Linked DNA regions of Anas platyrhynchos: region 2 is linked to region 1. A link is a contact called in public Hi-C data. All regions are on one chromosome and are shown on one strand. Each heading gives the region's core, a stretch centred on a gene start, on an enhancer-like site or on the middle of the called end of the contact. The rest is flanking DNA. Distances are from core to core; before and after follow the strand shown.

What was found. Hi-C and Micro-C count contacts between places; a contact is called where the count stands out from the background.
Region 2: a contact with region 1 is called in a Hi-C map of subcutaneous adipose tissue, with 2.8 times the contacts expected there. The contact joins the promoter of ZMYND11 here to the enhancer-like site in region 1. A contact is called at or near these places in 5 of 8 Hi-C or Micro-C datasets (F1 follicle, F5 follicle, liver and 2 more).

What each region holds. Positions count from the first base shown.
Region 1 is chr2:149,104,726-149,109,224 of IASCAAS_PekinDuck_T2T, forward strand. All of the region lies in intron 2 of ZMYND11 (zinc finger MYND-type containing 11), which reads right to left. Among named protein-coding and RNA genes, the nearest start is that of ZMYND11, 76 kb to the right of the region's middle. Within about 2 kb of position 1,811, at least 1 of the 8 cell types and tissues checked has an H3K27ac peak or open chromatin away from gene starts, as enhancers often do. A contact at or near this core is called in subcutaneous adipose tissue, where this site is marked.
Region 2 is chr2:149,180,659-149,185,157 of IASCAAS_PekinDuck_T2T, forward strand. It overlaps ZMYND11 (zinc finger MYND-type containing 11), which reads right to left and starts at 2,058. Exons shown (of 13, transcript XM_072033828.1): 1 at 1,841-2,058.

The sequences.
Region 1 (4,499 bases), core at 561-3,060:
ATTCTGACCTTTGAAACATGTGCATAAGCTTTGCTGAAGTAAATGAGAGCAGCATGCATATAATTTGGAGGAAGAATTTTGCTCTAGGAATCTGTAGCACTAAAACCAGACAGAATTGCCAGTGGCCACCATTAAATGTTTGTGTTATCTGAAATGCCACACTTTTCCCTACACTTGGAAGACAAAATAACTGTCACATCTCAGATAAAACTCCCTATGCCTTTTAATGTCAAATGTCACTTTTCAATGGGTTCAGATCTCTGAAAAAATTTACTCCTGCTCTTGACTAAATTATCTTGATAAAAATCTGGCCAAGCTATGTTTAATGTCATGCTGTAAAGGTGGAGTTAGCAATTCCCACCAGTGGCCAGACCAGGCATCTGTGCCATCCCCCCTTTCCCATGGCTGGCAAGTGCTGTCACCTAGGTTGGGGTAAGAAGTGACACGAAGTGGAGCTGCCAGGCCCTTAGGCCGAAGAGCAGCTGTGTCGTGTAACTCGTCTGAGCAGAGCCCCCCACAAATAAATGAGATTTCAGGACAGCCTCAACCCAAATTGCCTACACTAAAGTTTATGCACCATGAATGTTGGGGCAGTAAGATTAGGGAAATAAGAAAAAAAAAAAAAAAAAAACAACAAACCCTTAACCTATGATTTTTAACTCAGAACTTTGCCCTCCTTTGTTGTTCAGATTAACAGTGTAACTTGACTCTTCTACCATTTTTTTTTCTCATTTAATTTTATGTCAATTCTGTATACTTAAGAATGGCAAAACAATACCACTTAATTTGGCTATAAAGAACATATTCTCATTTCACCAAATCTTTCCCCTTCCACAAAGTCCGGTGGCAAAACATGATGGGAATCCTTTCTTTGCAATATTTTAGAAATAACTAAAGATACTGCATTGTAGATGCATTGGAATTCTCTGTAGATTTACAAAAATCAGGATGAAGTATTGCCTTAAAATTCTTTTATATTTAGTGTAATATTTATCTTCTTTATAAAACTACCGAAAAAAAAAATAATCAGATAGCAATAAAAGGCCAATTAAGCAAGAAAGAGAATCAGTTTTGATTAAAGTTGTATCCAGATAAAAATCAAGTTGAGAAAAGCCCAATAGGTTCTGGCTACTGAGGAATTTTACCAAAGAATGAGGATTCCAGCATTTTTTTTTTTATTTGTACTAGTTACTTATTGGTAGATCCCAGATATTCCATTGTTAGGAAATATACTGGCAAAGAGATGTGGAATTTAATAAACATACGGAAATATATTTGCTGGCAAGAAAAATCATGCACTCAAGCCAGAAACCATGACATTAAATAAAACACCAGAAGAAGCTTCCCTCAGTATTCCCACTCCAAAGTTTTGAAAACATCATTATTTCTAAATATAATCACCTAGGATTTTCACGGGAAAGATTTTTAGTTTAATGCAGTATATTTAGTGCGTAAATATATATATATATAAAACATTCATTTATGCAATATATTGGTAAAGTTAATTAAGAAAATAAAAAAGATACATAGCCCTTGTGAGAAGCTATACTATTGACTTCAATAGCAAGGTCAGAGGCATTAATTTTGCTCCAACAGCAGTGTAATGTTACTGCTTCTCTTGGTTTACTTCGGTTTGGATGGGAGGAGAACGTGCTCCCAACAGATTCTTTTGTTATTTTTATTTTTTTTTCATGCAGGAGGTCAGATTCATTAAAATAGCTCAAACTCTGACTGCCAGTGCTCGGGCTAGGCCAGGTCAAAATGCTCCGCCAGCTGCAAACCCGGTTAAGTCTGCATTTACGAAACACACCACCAGGTGTCATCAGCCACTCCGAAAATGACTGATTAAAGGGCAACCATTGTAACAACATCTTGAACTGTAACGTGTGAGTAACCACTTCCAGCCCCCAGGAGAGAGAAAAAAATCAGCAAACTATATACATACATAATGTAGACTAAACTCGGAATTGGAAGTGATGTGGATGATGGTGGTGGTTAATAGAGGAAACTAAGCTATCCTAATGGAAGACAGAAACGTAATAGAAAATATGACAGAATTCAAAACCACATAGTGCAAAAATTGTTCACCTTGTTTTTTGCTGCTGTCTGGGAAAAAGGCTGCATACCGTAGGCCTTTCAAAATAAAAACAAAACAAACTTGTATCTATACTGTGATCCATCCGATTATCAGGATATACACAAGGCTAGAAAGAATTCATGCACAGTGACCAGGAAATCAATCTGTTACTTCTAACATCTGGTTGCAAACATTTCCTCCTGCATTTCTTCAATGCTACCTAATGCTTTACCAAATTTTGTTTCTTTTCAACATCCCATGTACTTACACAATTAAAAGAACCCAGCACCCCATCTTTTGCCCCATATATACACCCACCACCAGACAACTTAAAAATCTTCAAGAATATTCATTATTGTTAATTAAAGCACCCTCTTTGATATATAAATCTGTGTTGGGCATCTCAAAAAGACCCCTGTTTTTAATTTACCGTGTAGGCAGTGACCCCAACAAAACCAAAGCAACGTTTCTTCAGTGCATACGAACAAAAATTAAATTATCGCTTTCTCAACAAGACTCACGGTCCTTATTTTTTTACAAAAGGTGACACATTTTCCCAGGGCCATGCAGAACAAAGGAAGGATCTCCGGCACAGGGGCTCAATTTGCCAGTCTCCTCATTCCCCGAGGAAGGGCAGGGAAAGCCCCTTGGGTCACGGTGCTGGCAGACGAAGGGAATCCTCCGCCGGCAGGAGCCGGCTGCCCAAGCTCAGCTGCACCCAGAGACTGGCTGCAACCCTCTGGAGGGCGCAGATTTGGCAGCAGAGCTGCATAGCTCGGATGTACCAGGAGGCCTTCCCCCTCATTTTACTCAGCTGTCCATCGCATGTGTAGATATATGCATAGCGGGGCAGCAAATGTCTGTTTGGGGGATTGTATTTGATAGCCAAAGAGCTATGCTCTGTTAAGCAGAGTGGGATCTGGCGGTGATATGGGTCACTTGTGGTCACTTGTTCTTTACATTCAGATCAGTCAAACATGGTATCATAAAGGTCACTTTGCGCTGACATGAACAGCAGTTGAAATTTCTCAGCAACACGAATGAAGCAATGCAACAATTCTGAAATACAGCTTAATTGATGACTGACACATAAGCTTACTTTTCTGTGATTTGTCTTAAGTTGGTTGTCTTAAAGCAAATACATAAATTAATTCTGGAAATACAGAAAAATAACACGGGACAGAAAATGTCAGGCTATCCAGAACATTTGACAATTTAAATACAGATAAACCCAACAGAAAAGAATGAATCATCATGTCGTAGCCTTTACTGTAAAATAAAATATATAGTTGTTGTCAAGGAAAAGAATAATTTTAGTGCATAAAGAAAATGTCCATTATAATGCAAATGTACATGGAAAAGAAATGCTTACTCATTAGTAATGGAGATTTACTTAGCTGTAATTGAAATAGGGAATCTGTATGTTGGAGAATGTGACAATCTGCTGTACAATTAGCATACCATTAAGTAGGAGATGTGAAGCACATACTGACAGTGAAATTAACAATAACTTAGAGGTCACAACTGGAACAATTAGGTCACTCCCATACCTTACCAAGCCCGTAATTATTGAAGAAAAAAAGAAAAAAAAAGTAAAAACAAACAGTACATTTTTATTTTCCTATAATTTATAAGTAGTCATAGCACATGAAAACAATATAACCTCCTCTTTAGATTCTGTCTAAAAGGACCACTTTGCCTTTTTATAATGCATATGCCATTAACATAACTCATTTCTTACCTGTTAATCTGTTTTCTCCAAGTCCCTTAATGGTAGCCCAGATACTCGGTAATAAGTCACTCTACTATCAGGTGGAGAGAGGAAAAGGGAGGGGGAAAAAGGCAAAACTATTCTTGAAACTCCCCTTTATGGGGATTTGCTGGTTTCACACTGTTGAACTAGATTTCCCAAGCCATCCAAATTATGGCTATCCTTTGGACCCAAACAGTAAGCTAAAAAAAAAAAGGGGGTCACATAGATGGGAAAAACAATTATAAGTCAGTTACTTCTTTGGCGCAATCATGTTTATTTATGAATAACATACATACAGTTCTGTTGTCCTAAATTCAGTATGACGCAAACGAAGAAAAGCACTTCCCATGGAGCTCATGGTTCCCAGCCTTTTCCTGTGTGGCACTGTGTCCCATAGCACTCTTTCAACTTTTTTTTTTCCGGGTGTTCTGTTTCATGTGCTTCTTCAGAGTTTCTTTGCTGCTTACCTATGTGCTGCTGTGGTGTTTCTCAGTAACTCTCATACACACTCGTGCACACACAGCTCCTTTCAGATCACTGCGTTTTTATTCAGACCTACCTGTGTGCAAAGTCCTGGTCAGCCCTGTAGTGTCTGTGCTTGAAACAGTCCCTACAGCTCCCGCTGTCCAACTAATAAAGAACTTAAAACAGCTTTTTTAACATTTAGTC
Region 2 (4,499 bases), core at 808-3,307, 76 kb after region 1:
GTTCTTCCAGCTTGCAAAGTTCTGCTTGCCACATTTGCAGAAATAAATAAATAAATAAATAAAATAAATTCCAAAATTAAGTTCGCCATTTTCAGGGTAAGCCCCGAAAGATGTGCAAAGTTTCTCCAGTCTGTAACATCAATATTTTAGGGGAGGATTTTTTTCTGAAACGCAGGGAAGGTGAGGGAGGCACAGAAAGGCTCCCCATCATCCCTACCAGAGGAAACTCCCCCCCATGTATGCTTTTATCCTTTCTTCGTGAAAGAAAGGAGCTAAGATAGGCCTCTGGGCAATCCCTGAGGTTGGGGATGATGAAGGACAACGCCTCAGAAAGTGCACAGACCCGAGTTATGTGCGGAGACGCGGCTTGGAGGGGCGGGGAGCGGGGGGGAAAGCAAGACAAAAATAAAAATAAAAAAATAAAAAAACACATCGCCGAAAGGCTCAGCAGTCCGGGCTTTCCTAAAACCCGACCTCCGAGCCCCGGAGGTCCCTTTCATGCGAGGGGGGAGCGAGTCAACTATTCCCGGAGGGTGCAGGAGGCGCCCCCCGCACGACCCCTTCCTCACCCCGGCCCCGGGCAGCCCGAGGGCCGCCACGGCCGAGGACAGAGGACGAAGCCCCCCAGCAGCTGGGGAAGCCGGAGGCCACCCCCAACCTGCCCTCCCGGCGGGGCAGAGCCGGGCTTTAAGGCCGTCCCCGCCGCGGGGGTGGCGCAGCCCGGCCGGGGGCGGAGGGCCGGGGCCGGGAGCTCGCCCCCCAGCCTCGTCCCTCTCGCTGCCCGCCGCGGGGAAGGGGGGTTATGGCCCCGCTCCCGGCCTGCGGGGAGCCGCCGTCTCCCCTCTGCGGAGGAGGCTCGGCGCTGTCGAGCAGCTGCCATTACTCGGGCCGAGACCCAAGCAGACATTCCCCCCCCCCCCATACACACACACACACCCCACCAAACCCCAGCGAGGAAACGCGGGGGCGGCGGGGGAGAAGCGAGAGAAAGGAAAAAAAAAAAAAAAAAAAAAAAGGAGGAGGGGGAGAAAAGCGGGGAGCAAAGCTTGTTGAGAACACAGCCGGGGGGGCGGCGGGGCCGAGGCCGGGCTGCGCCACACCCCGCTCGGCCTCGCCTCTCACGCGAGTCCCCGGCTCCCCCGCGCCCTGCAGGCCCGGCGGAGCGCTGAGGGCAGCGTCTCCCCCCGGGGGGGCCCCTTGGCCACCCCACCGCCTCCTCACGCCCCGACCCGATCCCGGCCCGTGCTGAAAGTCTGGCGAAACCGCCGCGGCTTTTTTTTTTTTTTTTCCAAGCCGAAAGCCGGCCGGGGAAGGCGTGTAGGGACAAAAATAATCGCCGTTAATAATCACACGCGCCCCGCCGCCGGCCCCCCTCTTCTCGATTTCCAAGCGGGCTGCGAGATGATCCTTCCCACTCCAAAAAAATAATATATATATATACATATATATAAAAATCCCGCCTTCCGTCCCCGTCGCCCCCCCCACGCTCCCCCCCCACCCCCCCGCAGCCCCACACATTTTATTATTAAGTATAATTGCTCCCCCCTCCCCATATGCTCCCCCACGGGGCAGGATTGCCCCCTCCCCTCGTGCCCAGCCCTTCCCCTGTCCCCTCTCCCCCATCTCCTTGGAACAGTGTGTACATGATTTTGTAGTTTTTTTAAGGCGCCATGTTTATAATCCTCCATCATATTAAAAAAAAATCCACCCAGCATGAGACACGGTGTCTCTCGCACCCCAAAGCCAGGGAGGCAGACAGAGAAATACCCACAGGGCTGTAAATTCAACCCCCCCTCCCGCACACACACCCCTCCTCCCCAGACTTAAAAGTCTCTCTCACCTTGTGCTGCTGCCGCTGCTTCTGCTGCTGCAGGGGGGGAGAAGTTAAGCCAGGGGAAACTTTTCAATCCCTTCCCCAGGCCGCTGCTGCCTCCTCCTTCCACATATTTTTCCCCTCAGAGTTTTATTGTGTCTGAATTTTCTCTCTCTCTCTCCTCTTCTGTCTGTCCACAGTTCAGGTTTCTGGGGTAAACAGGGTTTAGGATGGTGCTAGGGATATTTGGGAGAAGGAGAACTCTAGTGGTGTCTGCTGGAGTTGCTGTTTGTTTCTTTTATTATTTTTTTTTAATAATACATTTGAAACGGATCTTTAACTATTTATTATATATGTATTTTATCACACTCTTAGATCTGGATCCTCTCTTATTGCAGAAGAAAAAAATACCAGTTATCTGACCTCTTAACGTGAAATCCAGTTTGGAGAAATACCATAAAATATTTTTAAAAGTGGATACACACCTTGGGCAGCAGAAACTAAAGCATATAGAAGCAGTGTTCTGTCCCAGAATTGGCTATGTGTTCCAATTATGGGTCCACACTTTCACTGCAGGATTAGAAAATCTAGGTAATACGAAACTGTAGAGGCATATATATATATATATATGTATGTATGTAAGTAGCAGGAAAACATGTACTTTCAATCCTATTTTTACATAGACTATGAGATAAATATTAATTATTCATAAATGTCTAAGCAAATGAATTCTGAAGTTTCTGAAATACTCAAGGAATTAAATAATGGAACAGTAACATATTTTATAATTGATTAAACTCGACTAGCACTGTGACATACTTTATTAAAATAAACTATAAGTTTAATCCTGTAAAATTTATGCATGCAAATAATTTTACTCACCTGAGTAGTCACTAGTATTGTTAAAATAATTTTGGAATACTAATAATGAAAAAGTTGCATCCATTCTGCCTGTTCAGTCAAATAATTTAACAAAATTTACACTCTGAACAGTGAAGGTTTCTCTAGTGTGTTTAGTAAATAAAATTTTTAGTAGTGTCTAAAACCACATTTTGTTTGAGACTGCTACATCAGGACTTCACCTCCACTTTAAAAAAATAAAATGCAAATAAGAGCTTGTTGAATGGCAGTGATAAAGCTTTACTTATGTTGTGTATTTAAATATGAAAGAACATTTTACATTATCTAAAATAAATAGGAAAGAAAGTGCTGGTAATCTGTTTTCAAAGGGTACTTGAGGGGTTGGGCAGATACCAAACGGTGATACTATAGTTTATTAACTGCATGATATTGCTTTCATTAATAAAAAGTAAATTAGATTTACAGGCAATTTTTTAAGTAAGAAGGACACTCAGGAAGAGATTTAGTGTCAGTGTAATTACAAAAAGGCTACCTTACGTTAAGCATTTAGTTGTGATGTTTGGCTCAGATTTTGTTAAGACTTGTAATTTTCAAAAGACGCTTGATTGAAATATATGCCAAGTTTCCATGGGATATTGGTGGCTTGGCTGCCTTAAGTTCCTTTGAAACCTGCTCTACACAAATAGTATCTGGGCTATATTTATATACGAAGAAAAATGTTTGGGTCCTTATCATTTCTACAGTTTCCACCATTCAGTCAAGCTGGCAGGTCTGCTCAAGCGGGTGTGTTTTAGGCATTCCAATTTTTGCAACCAGAAGCAAAGAGGAGAGAAGCCTACCCAGCAGCATACAGAACCGTCTTTAATTCTTCAGCTAAACCAGCCAGATACCCCATACAACTGGGTTGGCTGGGGGGATTCTTTGGCATACATCCAAGACAAAGCTCCAATTCCACTCTCTGGTTCTTTAGTGAGAAGATTTATTACTCTGACACAGTCCCTTCTCCTTACCTATGCAAATATTTACTTAAGGCAGAAGTTCAGCTATCTTCAGTATAAAAAGGTTTTAGCCCTTTATCTCTCAGGTCCCATAGAGAGCTGTCAAATAAATATTTAGGCTGCAGTTTCACGAACGCGGAAGCATATGCAGGATTGAATCCTTATGGTTTGCCTTACCTTACAGTGTTTTTTTTTTTTTCTTTTTTTTTTTTTTCCTGGAATCCACTGCTTGCCAACAATTTGTTGTAGTTAACATATTTGTAAAGGGTAGTCTGGACAGTCTCCAAATATTTGTTTCAGGATACAAATATTTGATTTTGTAAAGAACAAGGTATCCTAAAGCAAACATTTAGGGAGTGTCTACAACCATAACTACTTTACCTTGTGTGAGCTGATGGGCAGTGAATTAAATCGACTGGAGAGAAACAGGCATATAGTTTATATACGGGTGTTGGTGGGCCTTGTTTTGAAATGCTTTGACATCCTCTTTAGATCCCCCGGCTAACCATTTTCATTATATCACCTTTGTGTTGCATATTGAAGGATAAAAATGAGGCATTTTCCAATTGTTTTATTTTTCACTGCATTGGAAAGACTTTTTTATGCTCATTAAGATAAAGAATTGAAGTCACTCCAGCTGGTCTTGGTTAGCCTCAGTTCTTGCATTTATCAGCGTTTAGTTTGCTATCTCCTACCCACGCTTCGCAGAGCCCTTTTGGCCATTAACTTTCCATCGGCAAAGCGAGCAAAGAGCTTTAAACAGTTAACGCGCAACTCCACCACGAAGCCGTGCAGGCTGAGACAGGCAGACAATAGGAAGGAAATCC